Regions from separate parts of the Mus musculus genome. Here region 2 is linked to region 1. Evidence: chromatin contacts called from public Hi-C data. All regions are on one chromosome and are shown on one strand. Each heading gives the region's core, a stretch centred on a gene start, on an enhancer-like site or on the middle of the called end of the contact. The rest is flanking DNA. Distances are from core to core; before and after follow the strand shown. Region 1 holds the start of Casp8ap2 (caspase 8 associated protein 2). Region 2 overlaps Mdn1 (midasin AAA ATPase 1).

What was found. Hi-C and Micro-C count contacts between places; a contact is called where the count stands out from the background.
Region 2: a Hi-C map of neutrophils shows a contact between it and region 1, with 2.0 times the contacts expected there. The contact joins the enhancer-like site here to the promoter of Casp8ap2 in region 1. A contact is called at or near these places in 2 of 39 promoter capture datasets (stem cell-derived epiblast-like cells and trophoblast stem cells), 2 of 484 Hi-C or Micro-C datasets (embryonic stem cells and neutrophils), 6 of 115 datasets of contacts at active chromatin or transcription factors (bone marrow-derived macrophages, embryonic stem cells and extraembryonic endoderm stem cells) and 3 of 9 other capture datasets (adipose tissue, liver and pancreatic islet).

What each region holds. Positions count from the first base shown.
Region 1 is chr4:32,611,396-32,616,755 of GRCm38.p6, reverse strand. Casp8ap2 (caspase 8 associated protein 2) reads right to left here and starts at 1,286. Exons shown (of 11, transcript NM_001122978.2): 1 at 1,264-1,286.
Region 2 is chr4:32,764,785-32,770,584 of GRCm38.p6, reverse strand. Mdn1 (midasin AAA ATPase 1) reads right to left here. Exons shown (of 102, transcript NM_001081392.1): 93 at 5,309-5,476; 94 at 4,760-4,923; 95 at 3,414-3,503; 96 at 2,528-2,643; 97 at 1,758-1,932; 98 at 242-315. Among named protein-coding and RNA genes, the nearest start is that of Lyrm2, 33 kb to the left of the region's middle. Within about 2 kb of position 2,279, at least 70 of the 459 cell types and tissues checked have an H3K27ac peak or open chromatin away from gene starts, as enhancers often do. A contact at or near this core is called in neutrophils, where this site is marked.

The DNA of each region.
Region 1 (5,360 bases), core at 37-2,536:
AGGAGTGAGAGAGATCTTTCTATACTTCTTCTCATCTCCCATCTGAGTTACTACTGAGAGGAGTGGTACACCTTTGAAACATGCAGAGGCCAAGTTTTAAAAACCAAGAAGCTAATGATTGATTAATAACAGCTGCTGGGCTAGGAAGGTTGCTCAGTAGTGTGCAGTCCTCACAGCTTTGAAAAGGCCAGTCCCTAGCACCAAAATGTTCTTTAAAAATTTTACAGGTTGATAACCATTATCTGGAAGGATAAACAGCTTCAACAGATTCATAAGCAAATGCATAGAGAAAGGGGTCATCTAATCTTTTCTGAAAGCAGTATGAAGTTCAAATTTTTCAATACACAAAAGCATACATTTGTAGAAGGAAAACAACCAGGCAAAAGCTAAGAGGCAAATCTCACTCTAGGTTCTGAGGATGAGACAGGCATGAAAAGCAGCATACATTACACAAGTCAAGTATTGATATAAGTGCGCTAAGTACTCCTTTAAATTATCCTGAAGCTCCTATCAAGTCTATATTATTCCTTATCCCGTCTAAATAGATGAGGAACCTAACAGAGCCAATTAGAAAATCTGCTGCAGCCAACAGCTAGAAAGTGGAGAGCTGGGATAAATTCCAGTCAGATGTCAAAAATCAAAAACACCCCTTAAAACATAAATCTCTGGACATATCCCGTAAGATGGCAGGAAATACTATGGAAAAAAAATAATTTGGGGTATGGTAACAGAGCCAAGAAGTCTTGCCTAGTGGCCTAGTCCCTTCCAAGGCGGGGTTGAAGCTCATAGGAGAAAGGCCTTCAGCGAGAAGTTTGGTGTTGGTGTGGCGAGAAAAGACCGCCAAGAGGATCCTTGAAGCACTAATGCTTCCTGAGAATTCTACATTCCCATGTCAGGGATGGTTCGAGGCGCTGCGGAGAGCACATAAACAACTTCTTCTCTCAAGCTTTCAGCTTGGGAAACTGCCCCTGTCACTGATCGCCCGACCCTCGGGACAGCCCCTTCTCCACACTCACCGAGAGCTCGGCAGTAGGGACTTGGGAGACACGGGTGGGGGAGGGGAGGGGCGCGCTGTAGACCCGGCGATGTTCCGGGTGCTCGCCCCAGCGCCCCCCGAGACGCTCCGAGGGGCGCTCCCCGAGGACGGCAGCTGGCTCCTCGAGGCCCAGCCAGGCACAACCCTTCGCCCAGAGCGTAAGCCATCCCAGGCGGCACCCCGCTGCCTCTCCCCAGCAGCCCCGCGACAGGCCCTCAGGAACTTACCCGGCCGGCCAGCCCCGCACAGCGGCCGCTGTCCGGACGCCAGGCGCTCCGCCGTCTCCACCAATCGCAGCTCACGGTAAGGACGCCAGGGCGGGACCGAGCGCCGACAACCAATTAGATAAGACGCAAAGCACGTCTCGGCGCACACAGCCAGTTCCCGCCATTGAAGGCGGAAAAAAAGATTCCAGTTGGCGCCAAACTCTGGTACTTACTCTTCTGTGGCTCCGAAGGGAAGTGGGCGGGCCGTGACCTCAGTGACAACGGGGCGGGGTTTCTCCGCGGAAAAGACGTCACCAGAGCGGAAGTGGGGCGGGTCTGGGAGACGCTAATGAAAGGGAAAGTAAAGGTGGAGGCTCCTAGCTGTTTTGGCTGAGAGCAAGTGGAGAAGGCTTGAGGTCTTTAGTGTATAAATTGTGTCAGCTGCGCGCTAGACAGCGCTAAGATCTGACCTTTAAGATGCCATCCTGGATGGTGAACGTAGCGTAGAATTACTAATTCAGCGGGATAGAAGAAGGTTTTTGTTTTTGTTTTTCCGTATTAAACTTTTTTATGTAAAGCCGGGCGTGGTGGCGCACGCCTTTAATCCCAGCACTTGGGAGGCAGAGGCAGGTGGATTTCAGAGTTCGAGGCCAGCCTGGTCTACAGAGTGAGTTCCAGGACAGCCAGTGCTACACAGAGAAACCCTGTCACGAAAAACCAAACCAAAAAAAAAAAAAATATATATATATATATATATATATACATATATATATACAATAAATTATTTTTATCGTTTTTCCCCTACCCGAACGCATCTCTGATCCCACCTCCTTACCCACCGAACTTCATGTTCTCTTTCTCAAAAAAAGAAAGAAAAAAGGAAAAAGAAACAAAAAAGAAACCAGTAAGAAAAAACAAACAAAGCCAAGACAATACAAAACGAAACAAAAAGCTCAGACACAAAAACATGGAATTCAATTTATATTGGTCAACTACTCCTGGGTATTGTCCCTTCCCCAAAGTCTGGCTGATAGACCAGTGCCACTCTACTAAAGAAAACTGCTGTCTCCTTTCTCTGCAGGTTGAATTCAACTGCAAATACCTCCTCAGGCTTGAACCCCAACGGGTCTTATGAGGGTTATCGGCCTCTGCATTCATATATTTATTAGTCCTGTTGTGTCTGTTCCTTGGATGACACAGTTCTTGGAGTCATCCGCCACCTCTGGCTGTTGAGAGTCTCTCTGCCTCCTTTTGGGTAATGGGTCCCTGATCCTTGAGGCAAAGGGTTTGATGAAGGCGTCCCATTTAGGGCTAAGTGCTCCAAAGATTCACTCTCTGCCCATTGTTAGTTGCTTCCTACTGTAAGAAGTTTCTCTGATGAGTCTTGAATAATGCAGTGATTTAGGGGTATAGCGCTATGTCGTGATGAGTATTTTATTGGCCTTTGCAGAATCATAGTAGTAGTTTTACCTCTAGGCTTATGAACTATCTAGTCTCAGGTTCTTGGCCATTTGAGCAGTGTCAGATATGGTCTCACTGAGCAGACCTTAAATCCACACAGAAAATGGTTTGTTATTCCTATAGCATGCACGTCACTATTGCACCAATATGTGCAGGGACCCATGGCGTTGACCTGGCATAGATGCCTTGAGAGTCATGCAGCATAGGTTTCTCAGTTTAGAGTCCATGGCTCCTGAAGCACGATGCGCCTTCCCATTCCTGAGAGACCAAATGCTTCAGGCAGTGAAGTACTCAGTACTCTTTGTGTTTCTATGTATGGTCGCTCAGAAGCCAAAGAAACATGGAAGGAAGCTTGACAGAAAAATTGGTCTTAGCATTAATTTTGTATACCCTTTATAGTTTGCAGACATCATTGTACCCTGGCAACAGCAACTGTATTGAGTCTGGTAATTGCCATTAAATTCTGTTTCTGATAAAGGCGTAAAATGTCTAATTACTCTCAAAATTGCCACAGTTTCTCCCACTAGCCTAGTTTGATTTCTAACAGCCGTTTCTACCCTGGCCCGGTCAGTAAATGAAGGAACATACAAATATGTCTTGCAGGCATTCCTGTTGTAAATGGCAGGGTCTATGGCTGGGTAATATTGATGATCACCCTTCACCTCCAGGAACATCCAGAATACCTTTCCAGCACCGTACTAGTCAGCAGTGGTGAAGGTTCTAGTTGGGCACCAGCTTAACTTTCCCATGTTCTTAAATATCACCTCACAGTATTTTCACCTCATAGTGGTAGAGAATGAGTTCATGGCGTATGCGAAGCACGTGATCTACCACGGAGCGACACCTATCTCAGGACTCCTCCAAATAAAAATGTATCCACAGTCCTTAGATGAAAGTATACATTTGACTATTCATTGAATAATGTATCATATGCCGGGCATGGTGGCGCACACCTTTAATCCCAGCACTTGGGAGGCAGAGGCAGGCGGACTTCTGAGTTCGAGGCCAGCCTGGTCTACAGAGTGAGTTCCAGGACAGCCAGGGCTATACAGAGAAACCCTGTCTCGAAAAACCAAAAAAAAAAAAAAAAATGTATCATATGACTGGGGTGATGGCTTTGCAAGTAAAAGTGCTTTCCACATAAGTGTGAAATTCAGATCTCCAGAGCCCATGTAACTGCTGGGTATCCAGGTCCATCTGTAATTTCAGTGTTCAAGAGGAAGAGACAGGGGATATCCCTGGAGCAAGGTGGCTAGCTAGAGCTCTGAATTCAAGTGAGAGACTCTGCTTCAATATATAAGGTAGAGAGCCATCAAAGAAGATAACTAATGTCAATCTCTGGCCTCTACATGCACATATATATATATATGTACCTGCATGCATATGTGTCCGTGTGTATGCAAACATGAATATGCATACATTGTGTTCACCACACATACATTGAAAAATCTATTTTGGGTATTTTTTTGTTTTCAATTTATTTGTTTTTATTTTATATACATGAGTATTTTGCTTGCATGCATTTCAGTCCACTATATACCAAGTGCTGTGGAGGCCAGAAGAGAGAGCTGCTGCCCCCTACTCCCCGGAAATGGTATTATGGATGGTATCATGAAGGTGCTGGGAACTGAACTCAGATGCTGTGCCAAAGCAGCAAGTGCTCTTAATTGCCGACCCTTCTCTCAGTCTCTTTCATCTCCCCCACAATCCCCAGTTCTCACAAAATAGATTCTCACATAGTCCAGGCTGCCTTCAAAGTTATGATGTAGTTGAACATGCTCTTCAACTCCTAACTCTTGGAGAATATTCTGTGTTAGATCTCTCTCTCTCTCTCTCTCTCTCTCTCTCTCTCTCTCTCTCTCTCTCTCTCTCTCTCTCCTTCCCTTCTTCCCTCCCTTTCTTCCTTATTTCCTCCTCTCCTTCTTCTTTGGTTCTTGGGACAGGGTCTTCCTATGCAGTCCAAGCTGCCTTCAACTCACTCAGTTGCCTAGCCTGGCCTCAAACCTGCAATCTTTCTGCCACAGCCTCTCGCGTGCTGGGATTACAGATATGCATCACCACACCCAGCTTTTCAATTATTTTGTATACATGGAAATGTAAATTATGTGAATTTAGCATGGTTGCTTAATTAGATCCCTTATTGGTAGGTACATTGACAAATGCAAATAATATGATAATAACAACTCATCTCACAGATGTCATTTCTTCATTTTTAAAACAGATCTTACTTCAAGTTAAAAACAGCAGGTCACTGGTCATCTACAGTGTGTAAGTAGGTGTGTCCCAGCAGTCCATCTGACTTCACGTTGGCAGCAGCCTTTTCTCTGAGGCCTTCACTGAGGCCCGGCACCTTTGGGAGCCTGAGCTGGAGCTGAAGCTGGGCCTTAGCTGGAGCTGCAGCCTCTGTCTTGGTTTGACCCCTGGGCTTTGGATGTCAGAGCCTATGGTCCTTGGCCGTGTAGCTTCAAATCCAGTTCCCAAGCTTGGGGTGAGCAGGGAACACCCGGCTTAACCACCGATGGCCTCTGCTTGTCCACTCGTTGTGTTTTCAGTGTTGGTATCTTCCTCGGGCCTTGCTGTTGTGCTTCTTGGCAAAGTGCATGTTCCTCAGGAACTTGGGGTCAACTCCTTAAGAGACTTGTGTGTTTGTAACTGTG
Region 2 (5,800 bases), core at 1,030-3,529, 150 kb before region 1:
GCTTCAGCAGCTACGAGCCTCTCATTCAGAGAACCTAGGCTTGGACCCTACCACTCACTGGTGGCTCACATTACCTACAGTTCCATTTCTAGGGATCTAATGCCTCCTTTGGCTTCCAAGGGTATTGCACGCATGTGGTACACAGACACACAAAGGCAAAACATCCATACACATGAAGTAAAAAACACAACAAAAACAAACAACAAAACAAAATAAAAAACCTTGTAAAAGGCAACCTTACCTGCACACTGCAATCTGACCCACTTCTAGGAGGGTTAGAGCGTTACCAATCACGGCCAAAGACTCAAATGCAAGCTATAAAAACCAAAGAAGAGTTTAAGGACTCAAAACTCCCCTAAATCAGTTTGCTTCACAACTTCCCAGAAAACATTATATTTGTATGTCATACAACCGACGCAGGCTGGAGTCTTCTTGGACCCTCTCCTGTGTTTAGCTGCTTGAACCCGAGAGCAATACAGGAATGGTTTTCTCCACATACTATGTATGTAACAATAGTGGTACTGAGAAATCTGTTCCAGAAAAGCCAATTTTCCTTTCTTTCCACCGCAGAGCCCACATAAAATCTTTAATATGTAACTAAAATTAAAAGAGCGTGAGCTAACTCTCATGTGGTAGAGTCAGACTAGAAAACTTGAGTTACAAATTTTATTACCAGAACTATTCCAATTTCTGATCTCCAGTCAACTTCACAAAGAACCTCAAGAGATTTAAAAGTCAAAGTAGTCAATTCTAAAGTTTTACACAGAGACAGAACATTAAAGACATGACAAATGAAAAACTGGACAAGATCTCTAATTAGCCTTTGTAAATGAGATAATTTTCTTAGATTTTTTCATTCCTCAGATCAAACCTCTGTCTTTAAACAAGTCTATCAGTATTATTAGGCTGTCTGTAGAAAAGACAAGGGAATGAATGCAATGAAAAACAAACAACCAACCCCCCAAACCAAAAAACAAAACCACAAACTTGGTTTTAAAAACAAATTCCTCTTCATTTTTTAATACTTTCCAATTTCTGGGTCAGAATTGATTTAAACAATTCTTTTATCATCTATATCAGTAAATCAACCCAACATAGTGCCCACATATGAGGGGCATGCTGAACTGTGAGAAAATTATAAGAAAATTTTTACTACCATTTGCATAAATGACAGCAGTTTTAGAACAAATTGGTTTAAAAAAAGCATTAACCTAGGTATTTTATATTTAATTTATATTTAATTTAGTCTTCATCACTGAGGTAAGTACTGTTATAATCCTCTTTTTTTTTTTTTTTAAAAGAAAGTGAAAGCCGGGTGTGGTGGCGTACACCTTTAATCCCAGCACTTGGGAGGCAGAGGCAGGTGGATTTCTGAGTTTGAGGCCAGCCTGGTCTACAAAATGAGTTTCAAGACAGCCAGGGCTATACAGAGAAACCCTGTCTCGAAAAAACAAAAAAAAAAAAAAAAAAAAAAAAAGTGAAACTGACAATAAATAAGCTGTCCAAAGTTATGGGGAGATGGAATGTGAACTGGACTCAGGGCGCATTCTAGCCTCTTCCAGGAGAGGTCAGCTGCTGGCTTATGCCAAATAAAAATCACTGTAAAAAAAAAAAAAAACCCAGCACCCCCTAGAAACCAGTTTCAGGAATGCCATGACATGCAATGTTAAACCCCCTTTCTGGATGGAGCCATCAATCCTTCCTGCCAGCTCTACTGAGCCAGCCCGAGGACCCGAGCCTGCTGCTTCTCCCCTTACCTGCTTGGTGTGGTTGTCTACCATGCTTGAGGAGTCATCGATAGCCAGACAAATCTGATACTGCCGTTTACTGGGCTTGGTCCTACGAAGCCAAATCCTGTCTTTTCGAAACTGACTGGCAATGTATGGAATGATCTTCCGCATGTTCAGTCGTTTCCCTGTTCGATAGTCTCCTCTGTTACAGGAACCAATGGGAGCAAAGATGAACACAGGCTCATGCCTCAGAATTTTAAGACAAAATCACATTATTAAAAACTTAATAATTAATTAAAAGCCAGGGTCAGGAAACTATTCCTGGCAAAATGATGACATCCAATGCAGACTGTAATTAGCACCTTCTGTCAGCCAGAGCACCTCAGATCTGACTGTAATAACTAAGCTTTTCCAGAATAGCTAAAACACATCTACAGAATTACAGAGTAATTTTTTCTGTATTAAATACACAAAGCCTCATATGCTTTCCCTTTTCTGTTCTCAACCACGACTCTGACCAAATCGTTGTGGTTCTGACCCTAGTTGAGTAACACGCCATAAGCACAGGAAACAGTACCACATCTGTGGCTGTTCCCACACAGCAGAATGTAAGCCACCTTCATGTAGTACTTCCTCATCTCACACACACGCGCGCGCGCGCACACACACACACACACACACACACACACACACACACACAGAGTTCCTACTTACAGCTAATGGGGGACCGTAGCAGACACAATAGTGCCCAGAGAGCAGAAACAGCAACCCAGAAGCCTCAAGCAGGGAAGACTTACCTTAGTTTGGCTGCCTGTGTAGGTTCTAGTAGGAGACGAAGCTGCTCACACAGCTGTTGTGAAAGAGATGCAGTTAAGACTAGGTAATTCTGCCACATCTCAGCTGCAGCCTTCTCCTAGGACAGCAAAATAGAAATTACTATTAGAATGCTGAAGCAGAAAAGAACTTGTACAAGCCTTCTCAGCAAAACACTTTAAAAGCTTTTCTCAGCAAGCAGCAATCCAACTAAATAAAATCCACTGCCCCCCCCCCCCAATTCCATAATATACAGTTGCAAGGGGCAGTTAACAATGGGAATTCACTCAACAGTTTGCTCCTGCCAGTTTAAGAACTGGACCTGATACTTTGCACAGCGGCATGGGAATGTGAACTCTGGGCAAAGCTCAAGTACCTGAGCGCGCTCATTAGTTTTCAAGAGGGAGAGTGACAGTGTACACAAATCCCCCTCAACAGCAGGGATCCACACACACAAAGGCTTCATACTGACTACAGCTGAGCACGAACACATGCGTGGTAGGGAGAACGGTAATAAACACAGAATATAGGCATGCATATACACCGTATATTTAGAGGTTAAATCATTAAAATACACTCCACATAGCCAGCAAGGACCTGAAGACCATTCAAGACTACAGAGCATGAACTTTTGCCTGGCTTCCTTACAAAGCCAGCTATACAAGTTAAAGGAACCAAGTATGTCTGTCTGTTTTAGTGAGACTCTAGATGTGGTGGCAGAATCAGTGCATATCCCGCTTAGGGAAAGTTCTCAGTATAGTCTCCATCAGCCTTTTACAAAGGGAACTGTGGCTAAGAACCTACTGACTTACAAAAACAGGCAAGTTATTTTGTGGAAAAGAAAAACAAACCCCAACAACTTTGACTTACTTCTTCTGCATTCCCATAGTCGTGCGCCTGCCATGTCTCCAGCTGCCTTTCCATCTCTTGTCTCAGCTCACTGATATCTTTTAAAATGGGCTAAGAAGGAAAAGCTATGTAAGTGGTGGCCCAGGTTGGAATCAATGACCTATCACTGGCTGCTGTCTGTGGCTGCAACCTTGTTGCAGTTGTACGCCTCAACTCACAGCTCAAGCAAATTTAAGGGTACAGTCAGATGATTCCATTTCTTGTTTTTGGGATCAACTGGATGAATGGAACTTTTATCACTTATAAAATATAGCCTAATTAAAAAACAAACCAAATCTCTTTTTTTGTGTGTATATGGATACACATATAGGAGACCAGAGGACAACAGACAGCCTCAGGGGTTTCTTTTCCACTTTCTGATAAGCCCCTAGCTCCACAAAGTCCAATTACCACAGAGCAAGGCTCAGTTAGTTACAAGGCTCCTCTGGTTGCTGGAGAGATGGTTAAGTAAGTGTATGTCTTACAAGTGTGACACAAATTCTAGCCTCAGAACCCAAGCAACAAAAGCCAGGCATGCTGATACACAGGGCTGAGGTAGACACAAGGATCACTGGAGCTGGCTGCTCAGCCTAAGCCTTCTTAGAAAATTGGAAAATTCTAGGACAATCAGACACCCAACTCAACAAAACAAACAAACAAAATACCACACACACAAACATACACGCACAGACACCAAAAACCAAACCAAAAACCCCACTAAAACAAACAAACGATGACACCACCACCACCACCACCACCACCACCACCACCACCACCACCACCACCACCTGCAATGAAGCCTGAACTTGTGCTCTGGCTTCCACAGGTACACTCACACAACAAACCTCACTGACCACCCTTCACCCAACCCCCCAAAAGTAAAAAATTATTATTACATAACTGTCATAAGTTGTCAATTGTACATAAGTGATAGCCTAGGTTGGAATGCCAATGCCTAAGAGCCAATGCCAAGAACTAGTGCCATCGTAATGGGTAGGTCTGGGCACAATCTGTAGTTAACAAAGGATATACCATTTGCTAAAAGACTACTGGTTACAGCCGGGTGTGGTGGCACACGCCTTTAATCCCAGCACCCGAGAGGCAGAGGCAGGCCTCTGAGTTCGAGGTCAGCCTGGTCTATAGAGTGAGTTCCAGGACAGCCAGGGCTATACAGAGAAACCCTGTCTCGGAAAAAAAAGACTATCGGTTACACTAAAAGTACTCTTAAAAATTTTGGTCAGACTTGATATTGAAATTGAGCAATTTCATAAAAGTTCTAAAGTAACTTAAAAACTAAAGGTTAACATAGCAAGCTATGAGTTCAATACTTGGAAAACTGAATCCACAAGGAATTGACGAAGCGTATGAATAGTTGAATCTCTGCTTCTTTCTGGCCTCTCATTCTCTGTCTCCTGGTGAGGTGTGGTTGTTCTTGGGTCTTGGTCTTCTTTTGTCTTAAGTGTTTGCATATCCACCTCCATCTCACTAGAGCCTATTTTCATAGGAAGACAGTTTCATTATCACGTGGTTCACCAGTGCCTGTCCTAACAAAGAGTCAACGCTCAACTCAACCAACAATTTCTTTCTGTTCCATTCCCTCACTTTCCTTACTCTAGGCTTAGACCTTAGGTAACAAAGGAATCTCTACAATTATCAAGAACGTACTATTCTGCTTTTCCCAACATATGTTAAAGAGACAGATCTGAATTTGTCAGAAACCGTTTCTCCTCGATAACTGATCTTTAAGACTCCCTTTTCTGAGATGATAGGTGAATTATTCATGTAAGGCAGATATTAGAACAGGAAAGAGAAAAGACTAGACTTGATGACAGTCCAAGAGGACAGAAAGCATACAAGTCTGCTCACTAAGGACTCACCAGAGGTTGCAGCAGTCTCTGACTGGACTGCCTCTGGCTTCAGCTGCTCTGTGTCCTCTGCTCTCATGAGCTCCTCCTCTGTATCCATGAGGATATCTTCTATTTCTTCCTCCTCCTGATCCTGTCCGGAGGCCTTTGCAGTCTGCTGCTGTTCACTACTGGCTACATCTGCCAATAGTGCACAGGGACAAAGCTTAATTTTTCTGCAGAGAAAGGTGATGCTGAACGGATTATTGTCTCTATCGCTTCCACCTTTCAAGATTCTACTTAAGCTGGTTTTCCCCTAACCAACCATGGGGCCAGACACTTGCGGGCCTAAATACCTCCTGCTGTTCTACTTACAAACCTGCTTCTAGGTCAAGATAGTATGTACCCTCACACGTAAAGAGACTGGCATTCATCTGGGTTTTTACAGAAATGACAGGGTGGAGACATGTGACTTGAAGCAGCTATTGAGAACCATGCTTGGAGTAACTCGTGAATAGAAAAACT